Linked DNA regions of Sus scrofa: region 1 is linked to region 2. Evidence: chromatin contacts called from public promoter capture Hi-C data. All regions are on one chromosome and are shown on one strand. The core of a region is the stretch at or near the end of the contact, and the rest is flanking DNA. Distances in the headings are between cores, read along the strand shown. Region 1 holds the start of GRIK5 (glutamate receptor ionotropic, kainate 5). Region 2 holds the start of CNFN (cornifelin).

Region 1 (5,579 bases), core at 300-2,799, 270 kb after region 2:
GGCCCTAAAAAGACCAAAAAAAAACACCCTCTTCTCTGCAAAAACGTGTCGTTCCCCCCCCCCCCAACACACTCTAATCCAATCCAGGAATGTCCAGACTACCCTTCAAAATGGTTTAACTCCTTTCACACATACCCCTCCCACTGGTCCAAATCTTATTAAGAATACCCAAACGCCTCTTCTGAAGAACCCCTCCCCCCACCATCCTAACTGGATAGATAGCCAGATCCTTCTTCCTCACACCCAGACCCCTCTCACCAGTCTATTACTCTGGGGCTACTGGATCCTCCCCCCCCTCCTTAATACACAGACTTCTCTCACCACTCTCGCCCTCTCCATGGATCCCCAATTCCCATTCTTCACCTTGACCTAATTCCCTGTACTTTTCAGAAAGACTACCTCTACTCAGCTCATTCTATGGACACTAGATACCAGTTTCCCATAACATAACCCTTCTTTGCAAGAGATTCCTCGCAACCCATTCCAGGGGTACCCAACACCCTCACCACTTTAGTTTAACTCCTCTTCGCATTAATACAACCCTATTCTTCACACTAAGACCTCTCTCTAAAACTCCCCCCAGACACATCCATTTCCTAAATTCTTTTCACACTAAGCCTTCTCATTGGTTTAACCCTTCCAGGCATAGCCAGATTGTCTTTTTCCTTTAACTTAATCACCCCTGCTCCACCCCTAAACCCCTCCCTGGCCACCCAACTGCCCTCTAACCGTCCATCCTCCTCCACCCTCCTTCGGTCCTGGACTGTCCCATCCCCAAACCCTTTGCCGAGTACTCCCTGGAGCCTTGGAGACCCTCCTGGGGGCAGCTTTAACACCTCCGTTTCCACCCAGGTCCCTGCCAGCCCCTAGCCCGAGTCCCGTCCCTCTTCACTCAGCCCCTCCCACGACTCCAGCCCTCTTCGCACCCGCCGCCCCGGCCCGCGCCCGACCTCGCGCCCCGCGGGCCGTTGGTACCGCTCCGCCCTCACCTCCAGGCGCGCGCCCCCCTCTGGCCCTCTGAGCAGGCAAGGTGGCAAGAGTAGGCCGCGGGGGGGAGGTTCGGGAACCCGGCCGGCCCTTCGGGCGCCCGCCCGCACTTACCTGCCTCCGCCGTCTCGCACGGCCCGGGCCCGGGCCCGGGCAGCCGCTCCCCTGGCACGGCCACCCTAGCGCTGCGCCCTCTCTAGCTCCCGCCGTCCCCTCTCGTCTGCTCCGCAGCCTCGCTCTCGCTCCCAATCGCCCCCAGCAACGCCCCTCCCACCTTCCTCTTCGGCCGCCGCGCGGATGGCCGAATTCGCCCAATCATCGCCCGTCTGGCCCTTGCCGTTCGGCCAATAGGCGCTCACGTCTTCGAGCCTTGGACCAATAGTATGGGGCATCGGTAGTCCCCACGCAGCGCCCAGCCAATCCTCTAGCGATGTACCCTCACCGGCCGCCCCCTCCCCCCCGTGCCCGCCCTCTTACGCCCCCTGAAGGATGCTCCTCCTCCACCCCCTCGACTCTGCTTGACGGCTCGAGATGGGAGGGCAGCGCGGTGACGTCAGACGGCGGAGTGGTGCTTTGGGCGCCATCTTGGGGGCTCCAGGCGGAAGGCGCGTTGCGGGGGAGGGGGAAGTGGGGGAAATTGAGGCACGCAGCACCGGGAGGCCGGGGGCAGGGTAACTTGAGGCGCAGGAACCCCGGAGGAGCGAAGGGAAAGAGTGAAGTACCCACCAGTCACCGCGAGGAGAGAGAGAAAACTAGCTTCAATTGCACGGACGGAGAAAAAGGGGACGTCAAAGGTCCAGACTCACTTCGTTAGAGAATAAAGGCAGCGAGAAGGGAGGAAAGAAAAACCGAAAGACCTTGGTTCGGAGGGGAGAAGAAATGTCGGAAGAAAAGCAAGGAGAGAGGGAATCTGAGAGAACAAGGAGAACCTAAAGAATAAGGGAGGAAATGGGAAATAGAAGGAGAAAAAGTAAAAGCCGCGATGGGCGGTTTTGAAGAAACGGGAAATGGGGGGGGTAGATGACCTGAAGGACAACCAGGGTGAAAACCTGAAGGAAGTGACCCTGTAACGCCTGGTCTGTATCCTCCTTACTTCCCTGGTGCCCTCCTTCCAGGCCTCCAGGGCACAGGGAAGGAGGAGTCCCCATGTGTCGAGGGGCTCAGACCCTTCCAACTCACCATCCCTTTCTGGCCCTCAGGGCCTTAGGAACAAGTTGCCTCAGCTCTCTTGTTTTCAGAGCTATTTTCTAAGGATAGGAGAGCAGCAAAAAATTAACTTGTTCTAACTGCCCCCCCTCCCCCCTCCCGTTTCTCCTATAAGTAAACTGAGTCTAGAGGAATTGGTCATTTACCTTCCTGAGGCCAAAAAGCTACTAGGAGACCCCAAACACCAAGTAAGACCTAGGTCTGACTCCTCAGCCATCACATTTATTATGTTTTTCAATTAGATTGTAACTGGGTGTCCTAACTCGCTCCTAGATTAAACTCAACACCATGTTCATGTAATTAGACCCGACTTCCTGGATTGGAATCCTGGCCCTGCCACTTCCTTGCTCTTGTCTTGGGCAAGCTGACTTCTCTGTGCCTCAGTTTCCTCATCTGGGACATAACAGCCCCTGACTCATGTGAGTCAAAGCTATGTAAGAGTTATTTTTATTAGGGCCTCAAGGAGCCTGGTAGCAACAACTAAGCCATCCTGAGTGCATTATAACTTGCAAAGTATGCTCAGTGCTTTCCATGCATTATTCGTTTTAATCCTCTCAATGACCCTAGGAAGGAGGAACTATTGCTCTCGCTTTGCAAAGAAACTGAGGCTCAGAAATTAAATAACTTGTCCATCATTAGGAAGAAACAGAATTCCAACCCAGGAATTGACTCCTGGGTCTATACTCTTGGTGCCCAGGCTCTGCTGCTTGGCAGGTGGGACGTGCAGAGTGGCATTCTAAATACATGAATTCAAAAAGCAGAGAAAAGTTGGTGGTAATCAGTTAACTCTAAGGTTGGTAATCTGGATTTGCTCTCAGGGTGAAGTCACCTGGGACAGGAACGTGAGCATCTGGAAGCTAGATTTAGGCTTTGACAGGCGCCATACCCTCAGGCAGATTCCCTCTCCCACTGAGGCCTCCTTTCTCCATTTAAAAATGAAAAGGTGGGAGTTTCTGTCATGGCTCAGTGGTAACCCAACCTGACTAGTGTCCCTAAAAATGAAAAGGTCGCTCAGTGGCAACCTGACTGGTATCTACAGGGAGGTGGGCTCAGTCCCTGGCCCTGATCAGTGGGTTAAGGATCAAGGATCCGGTGTTGCCATGGAGCTGTGGTGTTAGTCCACAGATGCTGCTCGCTGCTCAGATTTTTTTTTTTTTTTTTTTTTTTGTCTTTTTTTGTTGTTGTTGTTGCTATTTCTTGGGCCGCTCCCGCGGCATATGGAGGTTCCCAGGCTAGGGGTCCAATCAGAGCTGTAGCTGCTGGCCTACGCCAGAGCCACAGCAACTCGGGATCCGAGCCGAGTCTGCAACCTACACCACAGCTCACGGCAACGCCGGATCGTTAACCCACTGAGCAGGGGCAGGGACCAAACCCGCAACCTCATGGTTCCTAGTCGGATTCGTTAACCACTGCGCCACGACGGGAACTCCTCGCTGCTCAGATTTTGTGTTGCTGTGGCTGTGGTGTAGGCCGGTGGTTTACAGCGCCAATTTGACCCCTAGCCTGGGAACTTCCATGTGCCACAGATGTGGCCCTAAAAAAAAGACGAATAAAAATAAAATGAACAGGTGAGGGGGAGGGATAAATTAGGAGTTTGGGGTTAATTACCTAAATTAACAGATAACCTACAAGGGAAGATAATCTGAAAAAGAGTATATGTATAATTGAATCACTTCACTGTACACCTGAAACTAACACAGCATTGTAAATCAACTGTATGTCAACAACAAGAATTTTAAATGTAAATCCATACTTCACAGAAAAACAAAAGAAAAAGAAAATGGAAGGCTCTGGCTTGGCTTGTCAGGCCCCTTTCTGCTCCACCCTTCTGCTTGGACTTCCCAGTTTATCTGGATTGACTGGATCCCTTCACTTCAGATGATATAAGGGTAAGATGAGGCCTGCATCAGTTTTTCTGGAGGTGGTGGCACAGGAATAGGACTTCTGGGACAAGTTCAATTTAGAGAGAATAGGCATTTTATGCTGGAGTCCCTGCATAAGCAAAGGCCTAAAGGCCAGGGCAAGTGAGTCTGGACTTTCAGGCCCGTTGAGGGTGGGTGTTAGGGGCCCAAGTATGATGAGGTGTATGCAGAGTTGGAGGTCCTTCAGGGTCAGGCGTATGTGTCAGACATACATTGGGGATGCCCACATGCCACCTGCAGAGGGCCTCCCATGTCAGGTCGGTGTGACAGTTGCCATGTGCCAAGTGTGTGTGTGCATGCACGCAAGGCATTTGGTCACGTGTGCTGGGGGCTGCACGTGAGTGTGTCCGTGTCTCCGCCCCATCACGAGAATTGGGGGTGGTGGTGAGTCACGGACTCAGCCTTTAGCGCCAACTGTCATGTTCCTTCCCCCCAAATTTCATCCCCCACCCAGCCGTGCACCACCCACCCCCACTCCAAGATCTGTGTCGCTGCTTCTCTCCTCCATCCCCCTGCCCTGCTCAGCACTCTGCGAGAGGGAGGGTGTCTCCCACTTCTGCTGGCTCTGCCCTTCAGCTCCTTGCCCTTTTCTACTGCTTCTCTTCTCCTTGGGTGGCTCTTCTCCCCACCCACTCATCTCCAGGGGTCCCAAGGATTTCTCTCTGCATTATGGAGAATTCCCATACTCACCTCCCATCCCTTCGCCTCCATGGGGGCTACTTCTGTTTCTGGGGGCTTCTCCTTTCTCTCCATGGGCAGGCTGCTCCTGCCTCAGTGGGCCCTTAGTGTCCACATTCTACCCTTGTGGGTTTCCTGGTGTCTGTGGGCCTCCCCTCATTTCCAGGACCCTCTCCCACTTTCCTTGGCCCCCCTCCCTGTCTCTGTGATCTACTGCCTTGTTCCCCTGTCTGTGGGTCTCTCCTCCTGTCCATGGTTTTCTGTTACCATGGACCGCTCCCTGTGCCCAAGGCGTGCTTTCTGTTCCCATGGGCCTCTCTCCATCTTCCTGTGGGCTCTGAGTCCGCGAGCTGGCCTTGTCTCTGAGGTCCTTAGCTTATGTCTGTGGTCTGCTCCCTTGTCTTGATGCCTTTCTTGCCTCTGGGCTTGTCCTTGTCCTTGTGGGGGTTGTGGACCTTGGTCCACCTCTGTGGCTCTTGATGGCTGTCTTGCTGTTTCTCTGCATTTTTCTTCAGCTCTGTAGCCCTCTCCCCTCAGCTCCATGGCCTTCTCCTTAGGTCTCCCAGCCTTTCCTGTGCCCAAGGGCTGCCTGGGCAGGGCGGTGGCATGGTGTGGTGGAGGGGGTGGCCCGGGGGTGGGCCCTCTGTCCGATGCAGCGCCTTCCCCTCATCAGCATTCTCCTCGTGCCCCCCCCCCCCAGTCAGGACCAATAAGGCTCCCTCTCCCAGGGCTCCCCTCCCTCCCTCTCTTCTCTCTCTCTCTCTCTTTCTCTCTCTCTCTCCTCTC
Region 2 (5,497 bases), core at 689-3,188:
TGTATTTTACCTGGCCACCCTGTTTGAGGAGGTTGGAGGCCAGATGCCTAGAGACTCTGCCATAGTCACTCCTCTGCCCCTGGGCTTCCCCTCTTCCTGCCCACTGCCCTCCTCTTCACTCCCCAAGCAGGCCACCTCACAGTTTCCCCAATCCCAATTTCCACATCTACATGAGTTGCTGTATCAAACTAATTGGGGCTCCTAAGCTGTGTCAGAGTTGGGAGAGGAAACTTGAGGACAATTCAGGTTGTCACCTTGGGAGCCCTAGGGTCTGACCCTGAGTCACCTGCAGCCCATGATCTGGAGAGTTGGGGGATGGGGCCCTGTGGCCGCTCCACGGGGCAGGCCTCAAAATAGGGAGAGATGCTGAGATTGGAGGCAGAGACTTCAGGATAAGGGAACTGAAACACAGCTTGGGAGAAGAGAGACTCAGAAATGAGGAGACAGAGAACCAGAGAAATTTGGAAAGATTTGTAGAAATGAGGAAAGACGAGAAGAGAGATCTGGAGGCAGAGATGCAAGATGGGGGTCAGAGACACTAGAAAAGAAGTGGGGAGATGTTCCCCTGACATTCAGGCTCCCTGACCAAGTGATGGACACACACAGGCAAGATGCTGAGTGCTGCTCTTAGGTCCAGGGACAAGGACAGCAAGCTATCTGGGTGGTGCCAGGAGACCAAGGCTTAGAACCTGGTGTGTTGGACCAACAGGAGGGGGAGAATTAGGATCCCAGGCCAACAGGGTGATCCACCTCATCACCTCATTCCCATCCCTAGTGAGGTGACAACACTACCTTCTCTGTAGGTGACACCCCAATTTTACGGCACCTCCTACATTTTTTGGGGTGCCACCCGTGCTGGGAACCCCACCCGGCTCTAATTCTGCTTCCCTCACTGAGTCACCTCCAACCCCGCCAGGCCTGTTGGGGGGAGACTTTGTTGACTCAAGCATCCAGGCCCCCAGCTCTTTCGTCTCCCAGGAACCCAGCAGTCTGGGTATCCCAACACCCCTATGCCACTCAGGGATGCAGCCTAGCCTAACCCTAGGAGTCTGGACCACCAGCCCTCTCCTTCCTCGTCCTAGGAATCCCAGCCCCCAGTTCTCCCCTCTGCTAGGATTCAGATGTCTTAGACCACATCCACCTCCTTCAGGAAGCACAAGTTTCTCAGTCCCCAGACTCCTTCCCAATTTGGAGTTGGGTGCAATGTGTTTATGCACATGTGTTCCAGCACGAGTCCCCAAAACACACTGCCCCCCATGTGCCTGGTGGCCCTGAATGGGAGGACAAGGCCCCCTCACTAAGGCCTCACAAAGGGTGAAGGGAGAGGGAGCCCTTTCTTGTCTCCCCCATTTCCCTTCCCTCTAAGCCACTGCTTGACCAGTGGCCAGAGCCTCCACCCACCAGCCCCTCCACCTTTCCATCTTCAGGTCTTTTCTCCGAATCTCTGTCTCCGCCTTTCTTGTTATTTCTCCCAGATCTTTGTGCCTCTCTGTCTTGGCGTCTCTCTCTCCATCTTCCCATCTCTCTCCATCTCTCTGAATCTCTGTCTCTCTCTCTCCTCTGGCCCCTCCTGCCTCTGTCTCCCATTCCTTCCCCATCTCTCTCTCTCCCCCTTTTGGTCTCTGTACAGCTGTGCCCTTGAGCCTCCCCTCTGCCTTCTCTTTCCACCTCTCTGTCTCTCTGCCCACTTCCTTTTCTATCTCTACTCCCAGCTCATCATCCCTGGACCTCCTGCCCCACAACTCCCGAGGTCCTCCGGGAGTAGGGGGAGTGGGGGAGTGGGGGGGTGGGGGATGGGGAGAGAGGGAGGGAAAGTCCCGGTGAGGGGAAGAGTCAGCCAGACAGGCTTGGCTCCCTAGACACCTTTGTCAGAGCCCCGCCCAGGGCCACATGGCCAGCCTGGATATAAGCAACTCCTGGCCCAAGACTGAGAACTCAGTGCCTGCTGTCACCTACACCTCTGTCTCCATCATCACCGTTGCAGTCCCGCAGGTAGGAGCAACCACCCGCAGCCCTCTGCTCAGAGGTTGGTGCTTTCTTCCCACCCAGCTCCACGCACATCTGTCTCCTTATAAATCTGTTTACCTCTCTGGACACCCCTGTCTTTCTCAATGTCCCTGGTGACCCCCTTCTCAACCTGATGGCACTGGGTTGAATTTGGAAGTCCTGGGGCCTAGTTCCCTTCTACTGACTCTCTTGGCTGGGCCATCAACTGTGGGACATTTCTCTTCACCTCACTGAGCTTCAGTGTTCTATCTGTGAAATGGGCTTGCAGAAAAGTCAAAGTACTGGGCAGGTATGAGTGTTACTGGTGGCATCTCTAGCAGTATGTGGCTCTGACGTCTTTTTCCTCCTGTTTCTGACTCTGCCTGTCTCTGTCTCTTGGTCTCTCTCTCTCTCCAGCTCTGCCTCTGGTATGAGGAGGGTCCTCTGGGGTCTGTCGGGCAGCTGCACATTGATGGGCGAATTTCTCGCCCCGACCCCATCCATCCCTGTCCCAGGTCTCTCGTGGCTGGCAAGGTGACTTGGCCTCTTTCTCCCCCAGCATCCTTACCCCCAAGAACCCAGCCCCCAGTGCCCCTGCCCCTTGCTCTGCCCTCCCCCAGTATCCAGCATCCCTTGGACAGACTCTGACGCTGTCATCACCACCACCTCTGCGGTCCCCAACGCCAGCCACCTCCTCAGGGCCAGCAAGATGCAGTTTGAGATGCATGACAACGTGAAAGGCAAAGGTGGGATCACTGGATGGACCTGCAAACCTTCAAGTCCCTGGAATATGGCCGTTTCCCTCCCCTGGGCACCCTGGCTTCGAAGACAGACCGCACCTGTTTGCATCCCAGAAGCTCCGAAATGGAGGAATCCAGCATCCCAGGCCCAGACGTGGAGGAGACAGAAACACGTCTCGGCCCCGCCCACATGTGGCGCAGGCCCTTCCCTGACATGCAGGATGCCCCCCGCCCCAGCCCCCGCTGAACCACGTGTGCAGGAGGCAGCAACAACCGGGACAAGCTGGGCTGACCAGGCCCAGATGTAGCAGGAGGGAAGGGGGAAGCACAGTGGCGTCCCCTCAGTGGGCGGCCTAGTGGCCTCGCCCGACTGCCCGGCAGAGGGAGGGGTGGCTGAGGTGTGAGGGCCCAGGAAGTGCTGCGAGGCTGTCCCGCTGACCCCCGTCCTCCACCTCCGCAGCCATGTCCTACCCAGTGACCAGTCAGCCCCAGTGTGCCAGCGGTTGCTACCAGACCCAGCTCAGTGACTGGCACACCGGTCTCACGGACTGCTGCAATGACATGCCCATCTGTGAGTCCCCGCCGCTCCCTCTCCAAGCCCGGGGCGGGGGCGGGGTGGTGTTGGTGGGAAGGGAGGGAAGGTCACTCCCAACCCTCTCCTCGCCCCTCTATCCCCGGCTTCCAACTTTGGGCGCTGAATTCGCACTCTCTAACCCTCAGGCCATCCTTGGATGCCCGACACTCTCTTGGCCTCACACCTTCCAATTTCCACTCAGATTCTCCACGTCCCCAACTCCCCCTTCATACCCTATTTCCCAGTCTCGCCCCCCCCCGCCCCCAACATCCTCAGACCCCTAACTCCCTCTGGGACCTTCGCTTCGCTTTCTCCAATACTCAGTTCCCTCTGGGACATTCGACCGCGCTCCGCTGACCCCCGCTTCGCCCCTCCCCGAGGCGGAGCCGGCGGGGGGCACCCTGCGGGCCGGGCCCTTACAGTGCTGCGTCCGCCCCAGGTCTGTGCGGCACTTTCGCCCCTCTGTGCCTCGCCTGCCGCATCTCCGACGACTTCGGCGAGTGCTGCTGCGCGCCCTACCTGCCCGGAGGCCTGCACTCCCTGCGCACCGGCATGCGCGAGCGCTATCACATCCAGGTGCGCGCGGAGCCCAGGACCCGCGGGAGGAGAGGGGTGGGACTGGCCCCCGGGATCCAAGGCGGAGCGGCTAACCTTTCTCCCACTCTCCAGGGCTCTGTCGGGCACGACTGGGCGGCCCTCACCTTCTGCTTGCCCTGCGCCCTCTGTCAGATGGCGCGGGAACTGAAGATCCGAGAGTAAAGCTCCTCGATCCCTCTCCTTCCCCATCCGCCCTTCTCCGTCCTCTCTTGGGAGGTCCTGCCCCTCCGCCCTCTCCCGCCACCAGAAACGCACCCACAATTAAAAAAAAAAAAAAAAAAAAACCGTAAAACCAACTCCGCCTACATCCTTTTGTCCCAGGGAAGGAATCTGGGTAGAGAAGGAGGTTTGGTGAGGGAGGCGGGGACCCAGGGAAGATGCCTAGGTGTGGAAGGAGTTCCAGAGTCAGTTGGATGTTTGATCTGGGTCTGCTGTGTTCCCACACTGGAGTCTGTTCCCTCTCTTAAGCCAGGGAGTCCTCACTAATAAAGTAAAATCACTAACCCCTTAGCTGCCTACCTGGAGCTCTGCCCAATTCCTGAAACTAAGCAAAATCAGGCTCCTTGGGGATAGTCCATGCACAACCCCCACATAAAGTTAGAAGATTCCCCCTGCTCCTTCAACACCTGTGGACTCTTGGTCGACACACAATTCTAACAGATTAGGGGAGCTCTTTGTCTTCAGGTTTAAACTGCAGGTTTAAAACTCTCCAGAGCTGAAAGGAATACTCAAGGATCACTGGATTCGGAGTTTCCACTGTGGCAAAATGGGATCAGCAGCCCAGGCCTGGCACAGTGGGTTAAAGATCTGGCTTAGGTCAAGACTGCAGCTGGGATCTGATCCCTGGGGGATGTGCTGTGGGGTGGCCAAAAATGAAAAGAAAAAAAAAAAAAAAACCCACCTAATTCAATCCACCCTCTTTATTGCAAATGCAACTAGCCTATTAGAAATGTTAGGATCTCAAAATTGTACAGACTTGGGATTCAGCCTTGACTCTTGCCACTTACTGTGTTGTCTTAGTAAATTAATACACTTTTCAGACCCAGTTTCCCCCTCTGGGGATAATCCCTAATATGTCACATGGCTGCTGTGAGAACAAGAGATGGGACAGATGAAAAGGCTAGAGCGAACTTAACAGACTATTGCTGTTAATATTATAATATTATGTGTAATTTATTTCTATTAATATATTTGTATTATTTGCTGTGCTCTGTGTGTATTCAACCATGGGGTGTCATCACTTAGAACATCTAATAAGCATCTTAAATTTAACATGTCTTAAACCTACCTCCTCACTCCCCCTCCAAACTTGCTCTACCAGTCTTCCGCATCTCAAATAGCAAACCCCTTCCTGTTGCCCGCTTCCTCTCTCACCCAGTGTGTGAACTGTCAACAAATTCTGTTGGTTCTACTTTCAGAATATATCCAGAATACTCCTTTCCACTCTGCTGCCCCCGCCTGGTTCCGGCTACCCTCCTCTCAGCCTACATGAAGGTCGAGGCTCCTGATCGGGGTCCCTGCCCTACCCGCTCCCCTTTTTAGTCTCTTCCCCACAGAGAAGCCCTGTGGACACCTGAGGTGGATCCCATCCCTCCTGGCT

Evidence for each region. Promoter capture Hi-C pulls out the DNA fragments that hold promoters and counts their contacts.
Region 1: a contact with region 2 is called in a promoter capture Hi-C map of fetal liver, with 2.9 times the contacts expected there. The contact joins the promoter of GRIK5 here to the promoter of CNFN in region 2. A contact is called at or near these places in 1 of 5 promoter capture datasets (fetal liver) and 1 of 2 datasets of contacts at active chromatin or transcription factors (alveolar macrophages).

Annotation. Positions count from the first base shown.
Region 1 is chr6:49,839,122-49,844,700 of Sscrofa11.1, forward strand. GRIK5 (glutamate receptor ionotropic, kainate 5) reads left to right here and starts at 1,550. Exons shown (of 21, transcript XM_021094434.1): 1 at 1,550-2,063; 2 at 3,954-4,082. It overlaps ZNF574 (zinc finger protein 574), which reads right to left and starts at 5,442. Exons shown (of 4, transcript XM_021094440.1): 1 at 4,806-5,442. The coding sequence starts at 4,812.
Region 2 is chr6:49,568,094-49,573,590 of Sscrofa11.1, forward strand. It overlaps CNFN (cornifelin), which reads left to right and starts at 1,939. Exons shown (of 4, transcript NM_001244689.1): 1 at 1,939-2,026; 2 at 3,187-3,297; 3 at 3,740-3,876; 4 at 3,970-4,193. The coding sequence starts at 3,189. The coding sequence ends at 4,059. It overlaps MEGF8 (multiple epidermal growth factor-like domains protein 8), which reads right to left. Exons shown (of 41, transcript XM_005655875.3): 41 at 5,052-5,497.